Linked DNA regions of Mus musculus: regions 2 and 3 are each linked to region 1. A link is a contact called in public Hi-C and promoter capture Hi-C data. All regions are on one chromosome and are shown on one strand. Each heading gives the region's core, a stretch centred on a gene start, on an enhancer-like site or on the middle of the called end of the contact. The rest is flanking DNA. Distances are from core to core; before and after follow the strand shown. Region 1 holds the start of Rragc (Ras-related GTP binding C). Region 2 holds the start of Sfpq (splicing factor proline/glutamine rich (polypyrimidine tract binding protein associated)). Region 3 holds the start of Ybx1 (Y box protein 1).

Evidence for each region. Promoter capture Hi-C pulls out the DNA fragments that hold promoters and counts their contacts. A called contact is a pair of places that touch in the nucleus more often than the background predicts.
Region 2: a contact with region 1 is called in a promoter capture Hi-C map of pre-B cells, with 3 times the contacts expected there. The contact joins the promoter of Sfpq here to the promoter of Rragc in region 1.
Region 3: a contact with region 1 is called in a Hi-C map of muscle stem cells, with 6 times the contacts expected there. The contact joins the promoter of Ybx1 here to the promoter of Rragc in region 1. A contact is called at or near these places in 2 of 39 promoter capture datasets (cranial neural crest and pre-B cells) and 2 of 484 Hi-C or Micro-C datasets (CD4 T cells and muscle stem cells).

Annotation. Positions count from the first base shown.
Region 1 is chr4:123,915,661-123,918,864 of GRCm38.p6, forward strand. It overlaps Rragc (Ras-related GTP binding C), which reads left to right and starts at 1,773. Exons shown (of 7, transcript NM_017475.2): 1 at 1,773-2,107. The coding sequence starts at 1,874. It also overlaps D130007C19Rik.
Region 2 is chr4:127,019,634-127,022,994 of GRCm38.p6, forward strand. Sfpq (splicing factor proline/glutamine rich (polypyrimidine tract binding protein associated)) reads left to right here and starts at 1,668. Exons shown (of 10, transcript NM_023603.3): 1 at 1,668-2,587; 2 at 3,183-3,361. The coding sequence starts at 1,784.
Region 3 is chr4:119,293,221-119,296,377 of GRCm38.p6, forward strand. Ybx1 (Y box protein 1) reads right to left here and starts at 1,293. Exons shown (of 8, transcript NM_011732.2): 1 at 984-1,293; 2 at 522-585. The coding sequence starts at 1,143.

The DNA of each region.
Region 1 (3,204 bases), core at 523-3,022:
AAAATCAGGGTGAAAGTTTTTAGATATCTGTGGTTGTCCTATGATCTCTACTCATATATTCCACCCAAAAACTGTTAAACCTTTTATCAAAGCTACCGTTAAATTTGATTTCCCCTGGCACAGCAGTTGGTTCTCTGAATCCATAGATTAGGCCAACTGGATTGGAAATATTTTGGGGGAATTGTACTGAACATATGTAGACTTTATTTTTACACTTATGCAATATAGTGCAACAACTATTTATACACACATCCCATTCTTTAAAAAAGGGGTTTCTAGCTAAGGCTGTCAAGGATGTGTAGAGTGGGCTGACTTAGAACTTTTTGGGGGGAATTCTACACCTGCCTCAGATGTACTGAGATTTACGGATGTGGGCCATCATATCATGCCTGGCAAAGACACAATTTCATTTTTCATTGTACTGGTTATTATAATTAATGCAGAGATAATATAAAGTACATGGAGTGTGCATAGGTTCACATGTAAATAGCCTATACTAGGAATCTGACCGTCTTCCAGTCGGTTAATCGGATTAAGGGTGTCCTGAAAGCATTCTCCCATTGATACTGAGAGACACACGCATATTTAAGTGCATTCTGCCTGTCTATTAGGTACTGTGGAGTTGATATTTTTTAGGTGAGGTTGTGACGGCCTACTAGAGCTTACTTTTCTCTCTACAGTCAGATCAGTCTGTCTGAGTAGGAGATGAGACTATGTGGTAGAATTTTCCCTAGCATGCGCAAAAGACCCCGAATTTCATCCTTAGCCCTGCAAACAACAGTCACTTTGTAAAACCAGAAGCCCTATCCCTACCCCAACTCCTTTTGAGTGTACACGGCTGTATTTTAAGGGTTGTCAAATTTCCACTTCTGGGAGTCCGAGACATTTACAACTTTCTGAAACATACTTTGGCAGTAATCATTTGCCTTCATTAGCCCTAATTCCTCTAGTCTCTAATCACAAAGAAGTCAAGTACTCAGTTGCTGGATGGGTTACTGGAGGGGCACTAGGTGGGCGTGAAGATGGAGTCGGTAGAATATAAGGGCAGCAGTATCCTATCAGCGATCTGCTTACGGAATTAGAAGATGTTTTAGCATGCTCGTATCTGTTTTCCTTATCGGGTTCCAGGTACCAGCATAGGCAAGTTATCACTGAGATTCCTAATTGCCTTTCGCACGTGCCGAATCTATAGGTCTGGACTGGCTCACACACGACCTCCGGTGGACTCACCCAATTCCAGAGCAATTCATCTATCCTCATGGCCTTTTCCCATAAAATCTGTACTGAGTCAACTTACACAGAAGTCCAATCTCTGTTCAGCTTCAAGCAACTTGAGGGCATGGAGGGGCAATTCAGTTTCCAGTGCCTTCCTGGTACCCAGGACCTGACAAGCATCACTAAATACTGGCAGGGCAGCTGCAACAAGGGAGGGGGGCACAAAGAATTCTTACCCAGACGCCTAGAAGCTTCCCTGCGTTGCTCTCGGAGCCCGGAAGAAGGCGGGGAGCGGGGAGCAGCCCAGCGCGCGCATGGAAGGCCGAGGTGCGTTGCGGGCTGTGCCCCCAGGGCGAAGGCCCGGAGGCCGACGAGAGGCGCGGCCAGGCCGAACTCCTCGTGACGCCTCCCCCCCTTCTGCCGCTGCTAGTCAGGTGATTCCGGGCACGTGATAGTACCACTTACCCTGTTGTCCCAGAGTGGCAGCCCGCCCAGCCAATAATAAACCGAAGCTTGGCGGCGGCCCAATCGGAGCTGGGCTTATGGGCGGGCCCTGCGGCGGCTACTGCCGGGGGCGGCGGCAACAGCGGCGGCCTGGGGAGGCGGCGGCCTAACCTGGCCTGGCCTGTCAGGGCGCGGGCGGTGGTGGTCCAGCACCATGTCCCTGCAGTACGGGGCGGAGGAGACGCCCCTGGCCGGCAGTTACGGCGCAGCCGACTCGTTCCCCAAGGACTTCGGCTACGGCGTGGAGGAGGAGGAAGAGGAGGCAGCGGCGGGTGGCGGCGGAGGCGCGGGGGCCGGCGGCGGCTGCGGCCCGGGCGGCGCTGACAGCTCCAAGCCGAGGATCCTGCTTATGGGGCTCCGGCGCAGCGGCAAATCCTCCATCCAGAAGGTGAGCGCCCCGCAGCCGCCGCCTGCCCTTGGTTTTGCCCGGCCCACGGCGCTCAGGTGGCGGGTGCCCAGGAGGCCTGAGAGGGTGGAGGCCTGGCGCTGCGTCCCCGGGCACTGTCCACACCTGCGAGCGCAGAGCCTGGGCGCGGTTCGCCCAGGGTCCCCGACCTGGGCCTCCGAGGGTCGAGGGGGGCCAGGAGGCGACGCTGGCTGGAGGGAGGAGGCAGGTGCCGGTCACCGCCCTAGAACTCCTCCCTTCTGGTCGCTGCCCTTGTGGCGTTGACGAAACCGACCCGTCGTCCCCGGTTCTCACGCGGAGAACTTGGTGAGCGTGCTGTCCCGCCGCATCTCACTTAGGTGACAGGAGTTTTCAGGGATCTCCTCCCAGCCTCTGGACCGTAGCGGCGCCTGAAAGTGTTGTGGCGAAGACACTGGGCATCTCAGTGTTTGTTGTCAGTCTGTTGGAGACTTCTGTAAAAACATTTTTTGGGGGGGGGGGCGGGGGGGGGGACTCTATCGCTACACCTACTTTATTTAGAACTTGTAGCCCTGTGGTTGCAGTTACAGGTGACAGTCCCCAGTAGCTGGTCACAGCGATCTTTGGAGACGGTTTTGCAGGCGGACAGACATCAGTGCATTTGTTTTCACTTGGGTCCGTCGTGAACGAATAGAATGAATGCCTAAGGCTTTGTATTTTTAGGGAAATAGAGGCAGGGTTGATTTCTTTCAATCAGCCATTCCCATTACAAACAGAGCGAACTTCTGGTAAAACTACGGTCACAGACAACCATGCTTTCCCCATTTCCACTCTGACACAAAGGTCTGTCCAAACAGAAATCTCTGGTATTTTGTAGGGGTGGTGTTTTTAAAAAGCAACATCGCTGCCTACCCCCACATCTTCCGCCCCTGCACTTGCTGGACAACTGTTTTATTTTCTCACGTCTGTGTCAAAGTTAGACCTTTGGGGGGAGTGCTTATGCTAAGTAACTACCACTTGAAACCTATGAGAACTTTTTCTCTCTTCCAAGTTAACACTGAGAGACAAATTTGCTGTATGTTAGGGTTGTATCAGGCAAGCCTTAAAGCTACATCTCCAGC
Region 2 (3,361 bases), core at 418-2,917, 3.1 Mb after region 1:
GAAATCTGAAGGAAAAGAGATGCTGCCAGCTGCTTGTTTTCATACCAGTACTTATTGATACCTAAATATCATAAAACAAAAGAAAACAACAACAAAACATTAGTGTTGTGGGCTGAGAGTTGAATCTAGGGCCTCAAGCCCTTTATGACTGAGTTATGGCCTCAGCCATGCATAAACATTTTTTTTTTTCAACAGTGTTTCACTATGTATCTTTCTTGCTGGCCTGAAACTCACTGTGTAGACCAGGCTGGCCTAGAACTCAAGAGATATGACTGCTTCTACCACATGCCTGATGGGATCAAAGGCATGCACCAGCCCCATCCCGGTTAAAACCCAATGTTCATGAAGCTTTAAAGGGAGGGAATAAAAAGGAAATCTCGGCTGACCTGGTGGATGCATGCTTTTAGTCCCAGCACCTGGGAGGCAGAGGCAGGTGGAGGGCTGAGTTTGAGGCCAGTCTGGTCTACAGAAGTAGTTCTAGGACAGCCAGGGCTATGCAGAGTAACCCCGTCTTGAACAAAATCAAAAACAATTTCCTCTCCCATGATTTGTGCTTGTAAATTGTTACTGTACACACACATGGAGTCACATCTACCTCATTTACCCTTCTGCTGGAGAATAAAGTGAGTCTTCTGCATGTCACACAAGCCAGAACCCCAAAGGCTGTGTCCTCAGCTCTCTCCATACTTTTCCCTCTTGGACAAAGACTGCATTCACTCAAACCTAATGGCAAATTTTATAGTATTACAACAAACGTGTTGCTATGAAATAATGTTTTTTTTTTTCCCTTTTTTTTTTTTTTTTTTTTTTTTTTTTGGTTTTTCAAGACAGGGTTTCTCTGTATAGCCCTGGCTGTCCTGGAACTCACACCCGGCTTCCTTTTTCTTAAATCTTTACTTTTATTTATTCATTAATTTTTTTGGAGGCAGGGTTTCTTTGTGCAGTCCTGGCTGTCCTGGAATTTACTATGCAGCCCAGGCTGGCTTTGAACTTGGAGTCCTTTCTGCTTCCAGAGTGCTAGGATTAAAGGCATATGCCAAAACAACCGGGGCTTCTATTTTATTTTATTATTTTTATTTTATTACGTTTCATGTAGCCCAAGCTGGTTTTGAACTCAATGTAATTGATAATGTAAAGATAAACTTGCAGTCCTGATTACTAGTGCCTCCTCCTCCCAAATTTTGGGCTCACGTGTTTGCCAATCTGCTAGCCTTTGATAGGGTTTCAATAAAAGTAAAACCGTTGAGATTAAACTCTGTGAAATTGACTCTAACTTCATTGGCGTAGGAATAAGAGACAGCACAAGTTCAATTTATAACCTTGAACCCAGCGAAGATGTTAGCCAAGAATAGCGGACTACTCATAAGAGGAAAGAAAATAGCCTTTCAGCGCTATCAGGAGCTGATAGGGCCCTGGATATTTAATTTCACGCGAAAGTTGCAGGGCATGCCCATTCAAATTTCTTCCAACAAATCACAAAGGCGTATAGACACTTTCTTATCCGTTTATTGGTCAAATGGAAATCCCAGCCCTCCCTACCTCCCGCCTCTCACTAGGGAGCCAATTGGAAAAACTTAGGTTTCATCATCAAGTACTGTACTTGCTATTGGCTGTCCGAGCTGTCAATCTAGGGAAGGCGGGCCAGGCCGAACTGTCCTATTTAAGAAGAGGACAAAGGCGGCGCGCAGCTTGTGTCGTCCGCCATTTTGTGCTCAGCAAGGTGGCAACCACGTTCCCTGAGCGACTTCTCCGCTTCTGCCTCGACCGCCCCTTGACTACAGCTATGTCTCGGGATCGGTTCCGGAGTCGCGGTGGCGGCGGTGGAGGCTTTCACCGGCGTGGAGGAGGTGGCGGCCGCGGCGGCCTTCACGACTTCCGCTCTCCGCCGCCGGGCATGGGCCTCAACCAGAACCGCGGCCCCATGGGCCCGGGCCCTGGCGGCCCGAAGCCGCCGCTCCCGCCTCCACCTCCTCACCAGCAGCAGCAGCAGCCGCCGCCGCAGCAGCCTCCGCCGCAGCAGCCGCCGCCGCACCAGCAGCCGCCGCCGCACCAGCCGCCCCATCAACAGCCCCCGCCTCCGCCGCAGGAATCCAAGCCCGTCGTCCCCCAAGGCCCCGGCTCGGCGCCGGGGGTGAGCAGTGCGCCTCCGCCGGCGGTCTCGGCTCCGCCCGCCAACCCCCCGACCACCGGCGCCCCTCCGGGCCCTGGTCCAACCCCGACTCCGCCGCCCGCCGTCCCCTCCACCGCCCCCGGACCGCCTCCCCCATCGACGCCGAGCAGCGGAGTCTCGACCACCCCTCCACAGACCGGCGGCCCTCCGCCACCGCCCGCCGGGGGCGCCGGGCCGGGGCCTAAGCCGGGGCCAGGCCCTGGCGGTCCAAAAGGCGGCAAGATGCCCGGTGGGCCTAAGCCTGGAGGTGGCCCGGGCATGGGCGCTCCTGGTGGCCACCCGAAGCCACCACACCGAGGTGGCGGCGAGCCCCGTGGGGGCCGGCAGCATCATGCGCCCTACCACCAGCAGCACCACCAGGGGCCCCCTCCCGGCGGACCGGGACCGCGCACGGAGGAGAAGATCTCCGACTCGGAGGTGAGCGGGTTCTCGAGCAAAGCCGTCCGTTTCCCTAAGATGGCGGCGCCTGCCTACCCTCGGCGTTTTTTTTTCCTCTTCCCCCCCGCCCGCAGCCTAGAGGGCCTCCATTTTGTCCCCTGCCGGAAGCGCTCCTGCGCATGCTTGCGCAGGCGGGGCGGACGCGCGGCGGGCTGTGGAGGCCGCTAGGGATTGGCTTCCAGCGGGAGGGCATCCTCACGTCTTGGCGGTAATCCGCTAGAGGCTAGCGGTCCGGTCCCTTGGGACCCAACTAGTGCACGTCGGAGGCCTCTGTTTGGGAGAAAACAGGGCAACTTGGTGCTGTCTTCCTAGTCTGCATTTAGAGCTATTTGTTGACGTCAGAGGTGTATTGATTGGCGTTTGCTGATAAAGAGGCGATGTGTTTCAAAGCATTTTGTATACTCTGCTTCATATGGATTAGAGTTAGTGATCCTGTTGGATCCCCAAATATGGTTCAACCTGCTAGCCCTCATGGGAAAAAAGGGAGATCGTTAACGAATGCACGATGGCCTACTTTGGGACCACTAGACTTTTCCTGCTTTGGTGTATGAATTCCGTCCGATTTCTTTATTAGGGATTTAAAGCCAACTTGTCTCTCTTGCGGAGGCCTGGAGAAAAAACTTACACACAGCGCTGTCGGTTGTTTGTGGGGAATCTACCTGCTGATATCACAGAGGATGAATTCAAAAGACTGTTTGCTAAATACGGAGAACCCGGAGAAGTTTTTATCAACAAAGGCAAAGGGTTCGGGTT
Region 3 (3,157 bases), core at 43-2,542, 4.6 Mb before region 1:
ATAAGAAGAGCCCTCTTTGGCTACAGAAGGTCTATAGGAAAAATGTGCTCGAGGTACTAAATGGACTGAATATTCGAGTAGTCTAAACAAAGGCAACATAACCTTACAGTACAGATAACATCTCAGGCAACTGACATGTCAAATCCCGTTCCCCGAGAGGTTAACAAGGTGAAAGATCACCTGTATGTTAATTAGCGGGTCACATTCTTACATAGCAATTTCAAAGCAGAAAGGGATGTCAAGGTTAAAAGCGTGCTTAGCCTGGAGTTGCCTCAGTTTGATGCAAGGTAACTGTTAAGGCATGGCTCATGCGACGCGCCTGCCTTGACCTGCTTTGTGCCAAAGCTTTTTGAGGCTAGCTCAAGATCGGTACTTAACAGCAACACAAAGCGAGTCTACAGACCCGCTAATCCCGTCACCCAAGGAAGAAACACAGGGTCCCAATCCCCCACCCTGTCATGCCCGCGGTGGCTCTGGCCCATGCAGGAGGCGGACGCGAGCTTTCCACCCCGGCATCTCACCTGTTGATGAAACCGTATCCGTTCCTTACATTGAACCATTTGACTGTTCCCAAAACCTTCGTTGCTGGAAAACAAAGCACAACAACGTCCAATCACCGGCTGGCCCTGGAAGTCGGTCCAGGATCTAGCCGCAGGCCCGGGCCGCCGCCCTCGCCGCACACGTGGGTGCGCCGGGTAGCGCGGGTCCGAGGTGGGTGTGCGCCCGGGAGGCGAGCACGTGAGGGCCGGGGAAGCAGCCCGCGCTCCTCCGGCTGCGTAGGCGGCGGGGCGGGGACCCCAGCACGAGGCCCCGGGGCGGGTGGGCGCGGGGGAGGGGCGGCGGCGGCCGGAGCAGCGGCGGGATCCCGGTGTGCGCGCGCCGCGGGCCTCGGGGGGGAGGGGCGGCCGCGTAGTCCGTGGCTCGGGCCGCGTCGCCTAACGGTCCGGCCCGCGGCCCCATCCCCGGTCCCTTCTGGCGCTCACCGATGACCTTCTTGTCCCCGCCGGCGGGCGCCGCCGATGTGAGGCCACCCGGGCCGCCACTACCCGCGCCGCTGCCCGTGGAGCCGGGCTTGGTGTCGGCGGCGCTGAGGGCGGCGGCGGGGGCGGCGGGCGGCTGCTGGGTCTCGGCCTCGCTGCTCATGGTTGCGGTGATGGTGACTGGGGCCGGCGGCGACGGCTGCGGCTCCTCCCGGGTGTGATGGTGACTAGGCCGGCGGCGGCGGTGGGGCTCTCAGGGCTCTCTGGGGTCCGCTCTCCGCTCCCGCTACCGATCGAACTAGCGAGAATGGCGGGACGGGCGGGATAAGCCCCGCGATAGACCCGCCCTCGTCCTCCCCCATTGGTCCGCATCGTTGTCCATCTCACCACCTGACCGGGTCTCTAGCGCCTATTGGCTCACGCTCCGCGGCTCCTGCGCTCTCATTGGTATCTTTAGCGACTAATTCGCCCGACCCACAGCTTCTCAGGCCTCCGCCGCCATAGAGACCGGAACTAGAATGAGAGCCTCGGCCGTGAGCACCATAGAGTACCGGGAGGACGCGCAGAGGGAACGTTCCCAGATGGGGCTGCGCTCGTCGCGCACGTGGGCCGCGATCGCCGGGCCTACTCCGGCCTCCTAGAAGGGGCTCCTTCCCACGGCTGGGTGAACGCCGGGGCCTCCTTAATGGGTCAGGCTTTTGGTGATCCAGTCACCTTGGAGGGACCACGCAGGCGCTGGAGCTGCCACGACTCAGCGTGTTCAGGGCGGGGGTGATCGTTTCCCCCGGCGTCCGAGGAAATGTATTTCATACTGGCCACAAATCAGATTTAATTTCGCCTCACATTTATTGGATGTTAGGGTTTTTGACTTTATAAACTAAGCACTGTAGACAAGGATTGCTATCCTTGTTTTTATACACTGTAAAACACACGCTGCCTTCTTTCTGAAGCCCTCCGCCTACCTTCATTCATTCTTTATTACGCATCTACTATTGACTGGGGATTGAAGTAGTTTGCCAGTTAGTTTCTGCTTTCTGATGGTGGAATTTTAAACGCCCACCACTTCTTGGTTGGGTGAGCACAGCGTTTGGGGAGTGGGAGCAGGAAGAGTTGGGTGGTGACATTTCAGGCAAAGGTAGGTTTGTGCAAAGGCCTAGAAAAGATAGGGTCTCACGGAGACTGCAAATAAAGGAAACCAATCGAAGTAGGAATCAGAGGTGGGCAGAGGTGTTTTTAACCTGAGATTCTTCCCCTGATCACCGGTGAGCAGTGTAGCTTTCGCGGTGTAAGTAAGGAGTAGCATCGTTAAAGAAAGAAAAGGCTGCTGCTTGGAGAAGGGGCTGCAGAGAGAGAAGGGATGGGAGTGGGGGAAACAAGAGGACCTGAGATGGCTCTGTGTGTAAAGGCACTTGGCCAAACCTGAGTTCTTGCCTTCAGCTCCACATAATGGAAAGAGAAAGATAGCCTCTTCCTGTAAGCTGTAGCTTGACCTCCCCACGAGCACTGTGGCATACTCCTAGCTCCCAGTAAATAAAAGCATGAACTAGAAATACAAAAAGAACGCTAAATCCGACGGGCTGTGGTGGCGCTCGCCTTTAATTCCAGCACTTGGCAGGCAGAGGCAGGCGGATTTCTGAGTTCGAGGCCAGGCTAGTCTGCAAAGTGAGTTCAGGGACAGCCAGGAGAAACCCTGTCTCATTCCCCCCCCCACCACCACCACCACCACCAAGACCAGGGCTGGAGAGATGGCTCTGTGGAGATGGCTCTGTGGCTCTGTGGTTAGATCACTTGCAGTCCTGATGTTAAGACTGGAGTTTAGATACCCAGAATAAATGCTGAGTGGGCATGGCAGCCCTCTCTTGGGATTTCAGCCTGGATCCCCAGAACAAGCTCGCCTGCAATACTACTATCATCCAGCCTTGGGTTTGATTGAGAGACTGCCTCCATGAATAAGGTGGAATAGCAAAGGGAAACAATTCTGGACATCAGCCTTGGGCGTCCACACACACGCACACACACACATGAATGTGCGTGTGCACACCATATACAAGAAATGTGGAAAGAAAAAAAATTTTTTTTCCGAGACAGGGTTTCTCTGTGCAGCCCTGGCTGTCCTGGAACTCAGTCTGTAGACCAGGCTGGCCTTAAACTCAGAAATCCGCCTGCCTCTGCCTCCC